Linked DNA regions of Hordeum vulgare: region 2 is linked to region 1. A link is a contact called in public Hi-C data. All regions are on one chromosome and are shown on one strand. Each heading gives the region's core, a stretch centred on a gene start, on an enhancer-like site or on the middle of the called end of the contact. The rest is flanking DNA. Distances are from core to core; before and after follow the strand shown.

Evidence for each region. Hi-C and Micro-C count contacts between places; a contact is called where the count stands out from the background.
Region 2: a contact with region 1 is called in a Hi-C map of leaf, with 5 times the contacts expected there. The contact joins the enhancer-like site here to the promoter of LOC123426573 in region 1. A contact is called at or near these places in 3 of 6 Hi-C or Micro-C datasets (leaf and seedling).

What each region holds. Positions count from the first base shown.
Region 1 is chr2H:441,629,016-441,636,308 of MorexV3_pseudomolecules_assembly, reverse strand. It overlaps LOC123426573 (protein LAX PANICLE 2-like), which reads left to right and starts at 4,217. Exons shown (of 4, transcript XM_045110433.1): 1 at 4,217-5,335; 2 at 5,638-5,688; 3 at 5,932-6,004. The coding sequence starts at 4,623.
Region 2 is chr2H:441,751,465-441,758,757 of MorexV3_pseudomolecules_assembly, reverse strand. No RefSeq gene overlaps it. Among protein-coding and RNA genes, the nearest start is that of LOC123426573, 120 kb to the right of the region's middle. Within about 2 kb of position 2,902, at least 3 of the 3 cell types and tissues checked have open chromatin away from gene starts, as enhancers often do. A contact at or near this core is called in leaf and seedling, where this site is marked.

The sequences.
Region 1 (7,293 bases), core at 2,968-5,467:
CACCGCAAGATATGATGGCATGAATGCAATATGTGTGCAACGACGGCCACGAGCACTTCAAAACACACAACCAGCAAGAGAAAATGAAACTACACGAGATTCTAAGCAAGTTTCATATAGGACACGATCAAAACGGAGCTACGGATCAAAAGCTACGATTAAAACAAGAAAACACCACGATCTGCCAAAATCAGCCACATTGCACTTTCTTCAGCCCACAACTACGAGCTACACAACTCCAATCTACTCAATCAAGGCATGACACGAAAGAGGGAAAAAAGCACTACAACAAACAACTAACAACAACTAGCATGGCATCATGCATCACTAGGAAAAGAAGTCACAAAACGGCATCTCACACACTATTTAAGACTTAGTGAAAATTACACTTCATGAAAGTGCAGTTTTCGATCTGAAGCCATATTAACAGCAGCAAAACCAATAGCTACAGGACTCCAAATGGCATGAAAATTCACAGCATGCTAGAGAAACACAAAGTCTACAACTAACTCCATTACACCAACCTCAAAAGAACTACAGATCACAAGATAGAAGCAAAACAAGACAGCAACAAAATATAATAGATTCCAGACTTAGAAATATTTCAGCACCTCCAAATCAGCACTATTTCTAGCACCTTGAGAGCAAGCAAACCACACCTAAACATGTATTTCTATTGCAACCAAAATTACCAGGGGCTAGTCTAAACACCCAAGAACAACTCCCTAGATGACAACTTAATCAAACGAAGCACGGAATAAATCCTATGAAATAGACAAGAGGGCAACATGGCAAAATATCGCGCGAACTAACTTGCTCAAAAGCTAAAACTAATTGCACAGAAAAATCCTAGGATTTTTCTACCCCGAAAACATATAAAACATGTGGGGTTGCAACTCAAAAATATTGCCACAGGTAAATGCGAGATAACGTCCTAAGCACGGAAAATAAACTAGCGGCAAATCCCTACACGCAAAAATACCAATGACCGTTCTAAAATACATGGAAAAGGGGTTCCTAAAACATGGACATTTTATCTATGGCATACGAGCAACCCGGACACACGCGAAAAATAACTACGGGTAATAAACCTATCGAGACAGCACGCAAAACTAGGCATTAGGCACGCTAAACTAAATCAAACAAATAAGCAAGTTGCACCAATGTAATCTACACGCAAAACTACACGAAACCCATATGCTACATGTCGCGATCCGATTTACGGATTAAAAGATACGGGCATTCTAATATTCGGCTATTTTCTAGAATTTAATTAATCCTGAAAATTCCTAATTTACTAACGGGCCTAACAGGGGGTGCATATCACTATCCGACGCCTAGTGAGCAAAATAGGCAGGCAAGGGGGGGATACACCTGATGGGCTCGGCCCATGTCGGCGGGGGAAGGCAGGCCGAGGCCTAGGGCGATCTCGCGGCTGCTGGCGCTGGAGCTGGGCCGGCTCGCGGCCCAGCCGAGGGGGGTTGGCCGCGCGGGCACACCGTCGCCCTCCTCGGGATCCACGACGGCGGCGCTCCATCGGCCGGCGACGCGGCAACCGCAAGCGACGGGGAACGGAACAGGCGGCGGAGCGGGGATTCCGGCGGCGGGGCTCCGGGATCCGGCGGGGCGCAGCGCGGGATCCATGCGGCGGAGCGCAAGAGATCGGGGTGGTGGGACCGACAGGAGGCATGAGGCGGCGGCCTGATCTGGCGGCGGCGACGCTCGGGAGCGGGGCTCCGGATCGGGGCTGGCAGCGAGGCTGCTGCCTCGGGAGGAGGGGCTCGGGCTGTGGGGCTGAACGGTGGCGGCGCACGGATGGGCCTCCCCGGGCCCGATCTGGGCTCGGCAGGCCCGCGGTGGCTGAGGCTGGTGGGAGTAGAGAGAGTGTGTGAGGGGATTAGGGTTAGGCACGATTTTCGAGGCAGGGGAGGGGGCTCTCTAAAATAATGGCATGAGGGTCTATTTATAGGCAAAGGGGGCTAGGTTAAGCGGAATTCCATTCCGGATCCAACCGTGCGGTCGGATTCGTGTAATTCCGAACGCGGGACGGACGAGTGGCTGTGTAGAGTAGATAACCGGAGACGATGGGAAAACGAGCGACGCGGCAACAAGATTTAAAACACCGGGACACGTCTGACGATAGACCGAATACGGTGCCGCTACGGTCGACCGTTCGGGTACCAGACGGACTCCGATTGCGACGAAACTTGATAGGCGGCCTACCTATATTAAAATAAGACCGCACGTCAAATCTCAACCCGATAAGAGAAAGTTTTACGCACACTTTTAAAACAGGGTTTCGACGATGCCGCGGGCGCGTGCGAGTGCGGTCGGGCTCACAGCGAACAACGACTAGAACCGGCAACTGACAACGGATGCAAGTTTTGAAAACTGGCGGCAACGGAACGCCGATGCAATGCTGATGGTGCGCATGATACGATGATGATGCGACAAATAAAAATAACCACACGACGAAAACGGAAATAAAGGGGAATCTTCTCGAACGTCGGTCTCGGGCTGTCACAGAAAAGGTGCGGCTGCTCATGGCGAGTTGGGAGAGCACCTCGGCAATGTTGGGGGGTTCAGACGATGAATAATAGATGGTCGTGAAGCTCACCGGCCGAAGATGGGGGCGATGTGGAGCGTCCCGACTTGCGCGCATATGTGTAGAGGAGCTGCGTGAGACGACGGTGGCGTTGGGCACGAGAAATGTGCGCGGAAATGACGGAGAACGTGACGACGGCAAGCAACGCTTTGTGGGTGGCTCGGATAGTTGCGGGGGAGGGAGCGAGGAGAGGAGAGAGTGAACAAGAGGGAGAGAAACTATTCAAACGGCTCCGAGGCGTCTTTTTGTGGCAAGTCTAAAGGGGCTGGGAAGGCGTGTTTGAAGCAGGAGGTGGCAAGGCATCGTCGACAAGCTCGCCGCGCACTTGTATGTCCTCCTCACACAAAGAAAACGGCTCAACCACTGTGGGATTGGCCTCTTATGCGAGGTAAGGTCCATGTAGGTTTCTTTCTTTCTGTTTATTTTATGTTTTCTTTTATTTGTTTGATTTGATTTGAAAACCAAATCATTTTATAAACTTCATGTAAATTTTGATGTGAAATCAGGAAACCAATCCAATGCTACTTACAAACTTTCAGAATATTTGGACTTTACTTTTTTATAATAGAAATAAATCCAACTCAAATACAATAGTGATTTAAATCCAAAGTCCAAAAAAATCCTTTTAAAAGTTCAAAAAAATCGGTTTACATATTAACTATTGCCAAAATTATGAAAACTAAAAATAGACATTTTGAAAATATTGGCTGCAATTTTTGGGTCTTAGCCCTTTATTTGAAGTGAGGCTCTGAATATTCCTCAATTCAAATTTCACTAAAATAAATATGATACATGAATACTCACTAGTATAATTATTTGCACCCAGATATTCTAAGGTTGTGATAAAAAAATCTGTTGGTTGTGAGAAAATCACAAGGAGAAAGTCCTTTTTTTTTGCGGAAGACAAGGAGAAAGTCCTTGGACGTGGCATTCACGTGGATGTGAAGTCAGGTCCTGCTGGTTAGGGCGCTCACAGAACTTTAGAACTGAGAAAATCTGATGAAAACATCTGTTAAATGAGATAAGCGAGGTAAAAATAAAGCTGCTAGATAACGTAATACCCTCTCCGTTCTCATAATATAAGAAGGAATAGTAATAACTATTGTAAAAGAACATATGATTCCGTATAAAGTACTACCTCTGTAAATAAATATAAGAACGTTTATATTAATACTTTAGTGATCTAAACGTTTTTATATTTCTTTACGAAGAAAGTACATTACAAAAACGTTAGTATGGTCGTTTGGGCATTTTATTCGAGTGTGCTTACGCTCGCAATGCTTGGCTAGTTTTGGACGTGCCGCCGTGCGTGGACATGCAGAAGCCTTGTTGACCAGCGGAGCTTTAGGCCGGGCGGGCGGCAGCCGTTGCATGTCAGTCACGCAGCGCATTGTTTAGCGCTGTAGGTAGGGTAAAAATCATGGCATGCCGCGCGGGACCCGCAGCTCACGACCGCTCTTTCTTCCAAAGGAGCCCCTGGACGAGGGGGCAATTCGCGTAGGCAAACCCGCGGTTAAATATCTGCAGCTTCTGTTCTTTTTGTCCCTGCGACTCACTGCGAGGACTCAAAAGTTAAAAAGGATGAGAAGAGAGAGAGAGAGAGAGAGGAGCGGCCCCTTTCTCTCTCCCTCTATCTCTTTACCCCCTTGGAAACTACTACTATTTGATCTCCGATCGACCGAGGTCTCCCTCTCCGCCCCCTCTTTCTTTCTGCTGCCTCCGTGCCATGCTGCTACGGCTCCTCCTCCTCCTCCTCCTCCTCCTCTAGCTACTTCTCCTCGCGTGCCTACCTAATACTCTCTCTCTCTCTCTCGCTCTCTCTCTCTCTCTCTTTTTATCTTCGTCATCTTCTTCCTCCGATCTTTTGGCCCAAGGTACGTACGTGTCCCGCGCGTGCCCAAGTCGTCTGTGCCTCGCGCGCGTCTCGGTCTCTCCGACGTTCTAGCGAGAGGAGAGGGGGTGGCGCTGTGCCGGGCCGGGCCGGCCGGGTGGATGGAATGAACCGGCGGCGGCCCGGATGGTCCCGGCTCGGAACCTGCAGCTCCTCCGCGACGCGCATGGCACGCCTTTCATCCGCGACGTCGCCGCCGGCGTCAACGCTCTGACGGCACAGCCGCCGACGCCCAGCCACCACATGGCACAGGAGCCCATTAACCAGGACCCGACAAAGCCGCCGCCGCCGCAGGAGAGGCAGCAAGTGCACCAGGAGGAGCGCCACGGGGAGGCGCTTGCGGTGTTGCCTCCGCCGCCGCAGCAGCAGCCCCACCCCCCCGGCACAAGCGGCAGCAGCAGCGGCGGCAGCAGCAGCAACGGGGGCGGCGGCGCCGGGGGAGGGGACTGGCTGCGCCTCGGCCTCGGTCCGGCGTCCCCGGACCCCGGTGCCACAGCTCCCGAGATCGATCTCTTTGCGGGGACGGCGGGGCCGCGGCAGGAGCTGCTCCAGGGCATGGGCATGCCGCCGGGGGCCTTCCTGCGCCCCGCCATGCCCGGCATTCCGCAGGCGTCGTTACAAATGTCCGTGCCGCGCGCTGGGCCACCTTGGCTGCCGCCTTGGAGCCACGCGGCGCAACAACCGCAGCTGCTTCTCCCGTTCGGACACCGCGGGCTCTACGGGCCTGGCTCGCCGGCCGCGGGGCCCTCCGGCTTCGACACCACCAGGGTTGTGCTGCCTCCACCGGCGGCCACCGCCAACGCCGGCGTCTGGTTCGTCTTCCAGGCCGCGCCCCACCAGTGAGTGCATACACGTCGTCCTACCACCCTCTGCGACTGCACTGCTGGCTAACGCGAGCATTCCATGTGCTCATCGCTGCTTACTCCGGCCGCCTCATCCCTAGGAGTACATCTTTCACTCGCTGCATGCCAGTTGATTAGTCCTGGAACCATCAATTCCTGCAAAATGCAGCGCCTTCTTCATCTGCATGTTCTTAAGACTCCTAGATCCTTATTGCTTCGATCGATTCGTGTTGCTTTGCTAGGAAGACTAATTGTCGGTGTTTATTGACTTTTGGTTTTTGGCCTCTTGATTTGTGCAGAGGGAGGGAGCCGTTCTTGCCTCAGATTCCAAGAAGCTACTTAAGAATCAAGTAAGTAATACCTCTTCTCTCTTTTCCTTTCCTTGTAATCTTATTATGTTGCTTGAATTAGTCGTCTCTCATCCTGCATTTGCATATTCTCTATGCATGCGCCTCCAAATCTGCGAGGCTATCAGATGTATTCATCGCAAAAACACGCTTCCGATATAATGTCGTTAATTTGTGGTTACTGCTGCAGCGTGGAAAATATGAGAATTTAACAAACTATTTCCTTGCATTTTTGATAATTTTCAGAGATGGGAGGGTGACAGTTAGATTGTTGATCAAGTACCTGGCTAACAAGCTCGGATTGGAAGACGAATCAGAGGTATTTATACATGCACGATTAACATCCGCTCATGTAGCATTTTGCATTTTATTCTTCTTCCCCCCCCTCCCCGGTCTTTTGTGTTATGGTGGACTTCTTTATTTATTTTTGTTACTGCCAAGATGCATTGTTTTCCCCTTGCTTTTTCCAACATCGGTGATGAAAGGAACATCAGAGCTAGAAAAGAGACTACCAGTACGTGTACGGTACTGATGTAGGTATAGAGGAAAAAAAACATTATTCATACATAAGTATATGCTTGCACTCCAGAATGAAATATATAAAATATTAATCAAGCATGACATTAAGGGTGCAGTGTGTGCTTGTTCCTATTGTAGGTGAGGGGTGTGTGTCTTGGGTGGCACATCATCCCCTCACCACTTGACAAGAACTCCTCCATCCGAGAGAGAGACGCAAAGAGGGACTAGTGAGAGGTTGTTAGATACTAGTCTAGATGGTTAGTTATCAGGCTTGTGATGGAGCTTTTGCTTGTTTCTTCTTGCTCTCTGTCGGTTCATGCAAACACAAAAGCTGTACATATATACACTTATTTATATTGTATTAATTAATTATTAATTAGAAGAAGTATATCTTAGAGAGCCTTGGCTTGGCTAGGTAGCTAACTAGGTAGAGTCCTCACAAGCCTTTCTGTTCTTTCTTTTCCTATGCATCCTAGGGGTCAGGATATGGCCAAGGAGCTCATCATTGCCTAAAGCCCTTTCTCCCCAGTGCAACGCCTCAAATGGAGGCATAGCAAGGGCTAGCATGCATGCAACAGAGGCTTTCAGAGCGGTGCTCATATATAGGACACATGAGTAGGCATATATGTGTACTCCTACATGCATGCATCATGCATGTAGAGAGAACCTCTTGCTACGGCCTGGCTAGTTAGTGTGTGCGTCTGTGTGTGGGGCTGCCTGCGCTTGTGTAAAGCTATAGCATTGTGAGGGAGAGGAGAGGAGAGGAGATAGATGGTGCTGCATGCCCTAGAGAAAGAAAAGGCCTCCTTCACCTACCATGCATCACTGAAAGCTATGCACCATCCTCACAACACCACACCACACCATATGGAAGCATCAAGTAGGGCTTTCGAGTGTTTGTATGTGTGTGTATCTGCATGACTGCGTGAGAGAGAGAGAGAGAGAGAGAGAGAGTGTGTGTGTGTGTGTGTGTGTGCACCACAACACAACGCGCACACACCGTTTCCTGCACCATCACGTACAGTGATGGATCCTTTTCATTATGACTCGAGATCTCGCTTCCTTTTGCACTCGAAAGGCCTACCTAGC
Region 2 (7,293 bases), core at 1,653-4,152, 120 kb before region 1:
AATGCAAGCTGGCAGGAATCTGGGACTTTGGGTTCATTGACCCGTATTCGTTTCATCAAGAGACAATAGAAAAGTTCAACAAGGATACACCGGATGATTTGCTAAGGTTTTTGAAGCGACAAAGTACCAAAAAAGAAATACTTTGGCCCTACGGATTCAAGTGAGTGTTACTGTCTTGTACACATTCCATTTTGCTTACCTGATGTTAAGTGTAATTGATGAGTATGCATGACTGCGTGTGTACACGTGCGCAGGTCCCACTTCATATTGTTCATCATTAGAATCGATCAAGGAGTGGTTGAAGTCTGGGACCCGTTAACCTGGGACGCTGACAAATGGAAGAGCGCGCGTCAGATGCTTCAAAGGTATATATATATAGGCCTCTTTCGTTCATCGGCCTCTTTTTCGTTCATTTCCTGATATCAAGTAAGTAATAATTAACTCTTGTATTCATTTTTCTTTGTCGGCCAGGGTTTGGCAAATGTCCATCAAGGAAGAACCCGGTACATGGGTAGACAAGCTCCACTTTCAGATTAACAAAGTAAGTAGTACTACGTACCCTGGTTTCAATACCATTACCATTCTCTTGATTATTATTAATTTGACCGAATTATGTTCTCGTATATAGGGCGTCCCGCAACAACCACAGGGCACTGATTATTGTGGATACTACGTTTGCGAGTACATTCACAGGATTATCAATGAGAAATCCCGTACTTCCAGAAATCTAGAGGTACGTAACCAGATCTTCACAACTTTATTTATGTTGCCATCAATTATGTTAGTTTTGTTCACAACTTAATTGTTTTCATCTACTTCTTTTAAAGCTGCAACGAAAGCGGGCGATGCTAAGACCAATCCAACGTTGCAAGGCAGTTGCAGAAGAATTGGCAGGATTTCTCCTCACGCAAGTCATAGATGAAGGCGGAGAATTTTTCCATCCTATGAACCAATAGCCAGCTCCCTTCTCTATGCAAGTATACAGCTATAGGAAACGAACTTCAAATTATGTAATGATAATCGGTCCAGTACTTCGTGTTACATGTATATATGTACTTTTATTTGGTGCATCAACATTTAACCGCAAATACGGAATCGGAGAAACACTTAACCGCAAACACGGAATCGGTGTTTCCGGATACGTGTTTCCGATTACGTGTTCGTAAAAAACGGAACACGGACACACGGAATCGGAAACACGGAATCGGAAAGACGTAAACGGAAATACGGAACCGGAAACACGTAAACGAAAACCCTGAAAATACGGAACACGGAAACACCGAAATACGGAATCGGAAACCCTGAAAAGAAAAGGAAAAAAAAAAGAAAAAAAAAGCATTAGGACCGGTTGGTGTTACCAACCGGTCCTAAAGGTCCTCCGCCTGCGCGCACTCTTCGGCGCCCACGTGGAGGCCTTTATCACCGGTTTGTAAGACACCGATGCTAAAGGGGGGGGGGGCCTTTAGTCCCGGATACGTAGCACCGGATGTGTATCCGGGTTCAAAGGCCCTTACCAACCGGTTCTAATACCCCTTTCTCCACTAGTGACTTCGCATCCATGGTCATCATGATCCATATGTAATGTCTCAGCGTGTCGTATCACTATTCGCTTTGAATTCTGAATCCAACTAGTAAAATTGATTAGAAAAATACTGGGTGTATTGCTGTGTAAACGTCCTACTTGCATGCATGACGAGCGTGGTGACGAGATGGTGACGAGGGAGAATGCGGAGTTGTCATGCACAGAATAAATATGTTGATGGGTACGTACATGACGTGCGACGTTGAGTGAAACGACAGGTACGTTTCATAGTGGCGCTTGTTTTTTTTTTCCTTCCTTCAACTGAGGTGATGCACAACCCACCACCAGGCACACACGTGTGGCAGTGATTGCACGCGAACCTATTCGTATGTCCAACTCTAATGCTTTTTTATAGAATTTTAATTTCTCTCCTGCCTGTGGAGTTTTTACGGTACTGCATCTACTACTAGTATTTCTTTTTTATTTTGGTTGAAAGGGACTTGATCTGGTTGTTGTTGTTGACGTACGGGTCAAGACGCAAAACTGTTGATGTCGACTGGAAAGAAGTATTGTTTCACTGCTAGTATTCAGGTTTACATGTAGTACTTCGTGTTATCCAATGATCGAAAAGGCCCGGAAGTACAAATGCAACACATGTTCTGTTCAAACCCTGGTGTTTCCGTATCAATAACGCTACTATACAACGATTGATAATGTCTAGTTTGCCGTTGGTTGACCTTGAAATACAAGATATTATCTACTCATTTCTGCAACAGTTGGATGCTATTTTCGTATTTTGAGTAAACTTGCATGGTGCAGAGTGATCTTAATTAGTTTCGGAGCAAAACATATTTAGAATCACGTTTTGCTAGCTAGACACATTGTGTAACTGAAATAACCGAAAGACTCCCTTCCTTTCCGGAAGTAATTACTCCCTCTGTCTCAAAATAACTGTCTTAACTTTGTATTAGCTCTAGTATAAATTTATATTAAGCTTAAAATACTTATTTTGAAACGGAGGGAGTACGTTGTTGCATGCGCACGCAACGCACGTGTACGCCCCTGTACGTAGGTCGACAAGTGCAACCAGAGAGCTGCATGCCATGCCTGCATCTGCATGCATGGGAAAGCGGGTTGGAGCTCACTCACGCTCAGGCTCAAGCTCGCGAGCGACCGGCACCCGTGGACGTGCGATCCGATCGAATGAATCGACGATGATCTACCAACAACCCCACCGCACCCCTTGCTGCAACTTGGACAAGATCGTCGCAACAGCAGCAGCATATACATGCACGTACCGCTGCACCTTGGTTGTGTGGACGTGGGTGCGTCACGCGAGCGAGATATGGAGGGACCAAAGCGGCTATCGATCTCCCGCCTGGGCCGGGGTCCTCGAGCATCGACCGGTCCCGTTCCAGATCTGCTCGTTCCATGCAATTTCCCATCCATGATACATCCAACCACAAGTTATTTCGATCATTAGCTGCTGAGTTTTAATTAGTTCGATCCGCGATCTAGTAGCCCAGGCCAGGACCATGGCAACCGATCGATCCATCGGGACGCCCATCCGGCTGGTGGATGATACGTTGGTTTTCAAAAAATAGTTGGATTCCATCGTCTAGCTCAGCTCCACCGGCCAAACACCGCCACTAATATATCTTCACGTACGTCTTGCGCCCTGCACGAAGTAATTGGCGCCAGAGGCAACGAGTAACTAGACAGGATTGTCTACCGGCCACCTGCATTGTGCTCTGCGTCCTTCTCGACCTGTAATCAGCCGTGAGTTTGAGTTTAAGTAGCTAGTGCAGCAGGATGGCGACACCACGACATGGCGATGCATGGTTAGCTTTAGGGGGCACATCGCTCCATCCGCGTCACGCTTTGGCATATTATAGGATCCTGGCATTTCGACTATGTATACACACACCGTCGCGCGATATATATCCTACCACCAGTGGTAGTTACCTCTACATTTTCTACCGTCTGATCCTTTTAGATGCGTGGTTTCTCAAACGGATTGCGGGTGTGAACATCAATTTTAGCTAACCGTTCATCCAACTACTCCCTTCGTTTCTAAATATAAAACCTTTTATAGATTTCACTATGAACTAGATACCGAGCAAAGTGAATAAATGTGTACTTTAAAATATATCTATATACATCCGTATATATTCCATAGTAAAATCTCCAAAGGTCTTATACTCCTTTCGTTCATAAATATTACTCCCTCCGTCCGGAAATACTTGTCCTAGAAATGTATAAAATGGATGTATCTATAACTAAGATAAGTCTAGGTACATCTACTTCTAGGACAAGTATTTCCGGACGGAGGGAGTATAAGTCTTTGTATAAATTCTACTATGAACTACATACAAATATATATAGACATATTTAGAATGTAAATTCACTTATTTTGTTCAGTTCAAAGTGAAATCTTTAAAAAAAACTTATATTTGAAAATAGAGGGAGTATCATGCATGTGTGAATTAGCTTCAAGTGATATTTATTTAGTTTCCCGTTGATCATCCCATGCATATATGCATGCCAGATCGTGCGTGATGGGTGGTTCGAGCCCTACTGAGAATGCGCTCCCTACTATGAAAATATATTGGAGGTTCTGGAATGTACCTCGGGCACCTCAATGCATACTGTGAAAATGCAAGATTGTTACCGAGCTCTTGATGAACGTGGAGTTAATTAGGACGTTGGAGATGCTTTATTCTGTGGAAATACAATATTGTGGTTCTTATTTTGATTTTGCTAGAAATATTGCCCAGTTTTTGATTTCCCTACGAATATACGATCTATATATACAACTAAAATAAATCCTATAACATGACGGACCATCGAATATAATTCTAACAAATTGTCACTTTCGACCCATGTATGGCCCGTGACCTCTGTCGACCCATGTCACGCCTTTCAATCTCTGGGCCCTTTAATGGCCCGTAAAGATTCCGGCCCATAATGAATAGTGAATTGCTTCGGACCCATTAACACCACATACTAGTTGGGCCGCTTTCAGACTCTGTTATCTTTCGGCCTTCTAAGGACCCAAAATTTCTTGGGCTCATTTTTGGCCCTTGATTCCTTGTGGTCTGTTACTCACATGTTCTCTTGGTGGGCCTAATTCAGCCCGTGCTTACAGTTGGTCCATTTGTAGACCGGTAAATCATTGGACCGTTTTCATCCCATCATGTATTATGGCCCATTAAGGACCCATTATGCTTGTGGATAGAATTAAACATGTGTTGTCTTCCCGCGTGCTGATGATCCATTATAGTTTTGGCCCACATATGGAAGGTTCCGATTTTGTCCCATTTACGACTCATTTTACGGTCTGATTTTGGCCCATGAATAACCGGTTTGGCCCATGAGTGGCCCATGGATCCTACAACACGTACGAGGCCCATGGTCACTCGAGAGGTAGGAGGCCCATGGTTACCATGGTTCGTATGTGGCCAATGGTTATTACGGTCACTATCAAACCAACGAAAACGAACTTTAGTGACTGTAAGAAAATAAATAAACAAGACTATAAGAAAATAAATAAGCAAGTAACTAACGCTAGGCTACTACGGCTATTACACACATTACATTCACTAGGCATCGAAGTTCGCCACTAGTGAAAATATAGGCAACAACAAAGGAGCATGTTACATACACTACGTGTCAAATTTGGCCACCAAAGCAAATAAACACGACAACAAAACAAAACCATAATGCAAAGAACTTCAAAAGAGCTCAAGAAATGTTATACTGATTATCCACCGTGATGGCAAGAAGCTTAACAAGCTTATTAGCTTTCTCTTATTTGACGCTAAAATCCTCCATCGCTTGTTGTTACGCGAGAAAGTATGCATCTGAATTCTGCATGGACTTCCGAAGTCCTTCGGCTTCTTGTCGCATCACAACTGACTGATAATCCCCAAGTGCAAGGAATCATCGTAGCAATTTCGAAAGATGGAAGTGATAAGTATGGAGTGTCGAACCCACAAGGAGCTAAAGGTAAGAGAAATATTCTCTCAAGTCCTATCTGCCACTGATACAACTCTACATACGCTGAACGTTTGCTTCCAACTAGGAACAGAAATAAAACTATGTTGTGGGTATGAAGAGAATAGATTTGCATGACATCAAAGAACTAAAATATAAATATAGGTGTTGTTATCATAAAGTTAGGATATATTACAATATATTACAAATAGCGACTGTGGAATAATGATGGGTCGGTGTGCGAATTTGTCCTAGGCAATTGTTAACAAGATAGGTAATCATTATTGCAATTTTATATGAGGGAGAGGCATAAGCTTACATACTTTCTCTACTTGGATCATATGCACTTATGATTGGAACTCTAGCAAGCATTCGTAACTACTAAAGATCATTAAGGTAAAACCCAACCACATCATTAAAGCATCAAGTCCCCTTTATCCCATACACAACAACCCACCTACTCGGGTTTATGCTTTTGTCACTCAAGCAACCCACTATAAGCGAATCATGAACGTATTGCAACACCCTACAACGGGAATCCCTCACGCTTGCGCGACACGGAGAGCACCATAGGACAACACCAATAATAAAGCATGCAGCTCAAACCAATCTAGATCATCAATCAACCCATAAGACAAAGGGAGTCTACTCAAAACATCATAGGATGACAACACATCATTGGATCATAATATGTGGCATAGAGCACCATGTTCAATTAGGGGATTACAGCAGGGTGGGGGAGAGTGGACAGCTAAAAGAAGATGAGGATGCTGATGAATAAGGTGATGTTGATGAAGACGATCATCGCGGCGATGGTTCCCCCGGTGGCACTCCGACACCACAGGGAGAGATGGGGAGAGGGTCGCCCCCTTGTGCCTCCTCCTCCATAGCCTCCCCCAAGGTGGGGAGAGATTCTCCCTCTGGTCCTTGGACTCCATGGTGATGATGGCCTCTTCATCTTCCTCATCCATGGTCTCCGAAGATGGTGACCCTCTCCGGCATGGTGCCGGAGAGGGCCAAGATTGGTTTTTCGTGGCTCTGGAGGCTTGCGGTAGCGGAACTCCCGGTCTAGGTTTCTTTTCATGGGTTTCTGTATTTATAAGAATATTTGGCGTTGGAATCACGTCAGGGGAATGCTCGAGGGGCCCACAAACCACGGGGCGTGCCCTAGGGGGCGCCCTGGTGGCTTGTGGCTGCCTCAGTACTCCTCTCCGGTATCTTTTTAGTCCATTATTTATCATATTTCCCAAAAATATTCTCCGTAAATTTTCAACCCATTCCGAGAACTTTTATTTCTGCACAAAAACAACACCACGGTAGCTCTGCTGAAAACAACGTCAGTCCGGGTTAGTTCTAATGAAATCATACCGAAATCATATAGAATTATTGTAAACATGGCATGAATACTTCATAAATTATAGACACGTTGGAGACGTATCACTGACCGATGTCTTTTAGCTTGTAATTGATACTCAAGAAACCGAACTAATTCAAGCAGCGAGTTCAAAGAGCTTGTGCCAGTGGTAGTGGCCCGTAACTCGAACACTACATCAAGACATGACTTCCCTACTGCAGGAAGGTTCTAAGATGACACTTGTATCACACACTCTTCGATGAAATTGTGTGCGATGCATGAATCTTAAACGGTATTGTTCAAGGTCCATTGTCAATGAAATGAACTCTGTGCGATGGTTGGTCGAGCAACCATGATTCAGATCACACCTGCGTGTGCGATACGTGGCAAACATATGACATTTATGAACTGTCTGTGATGA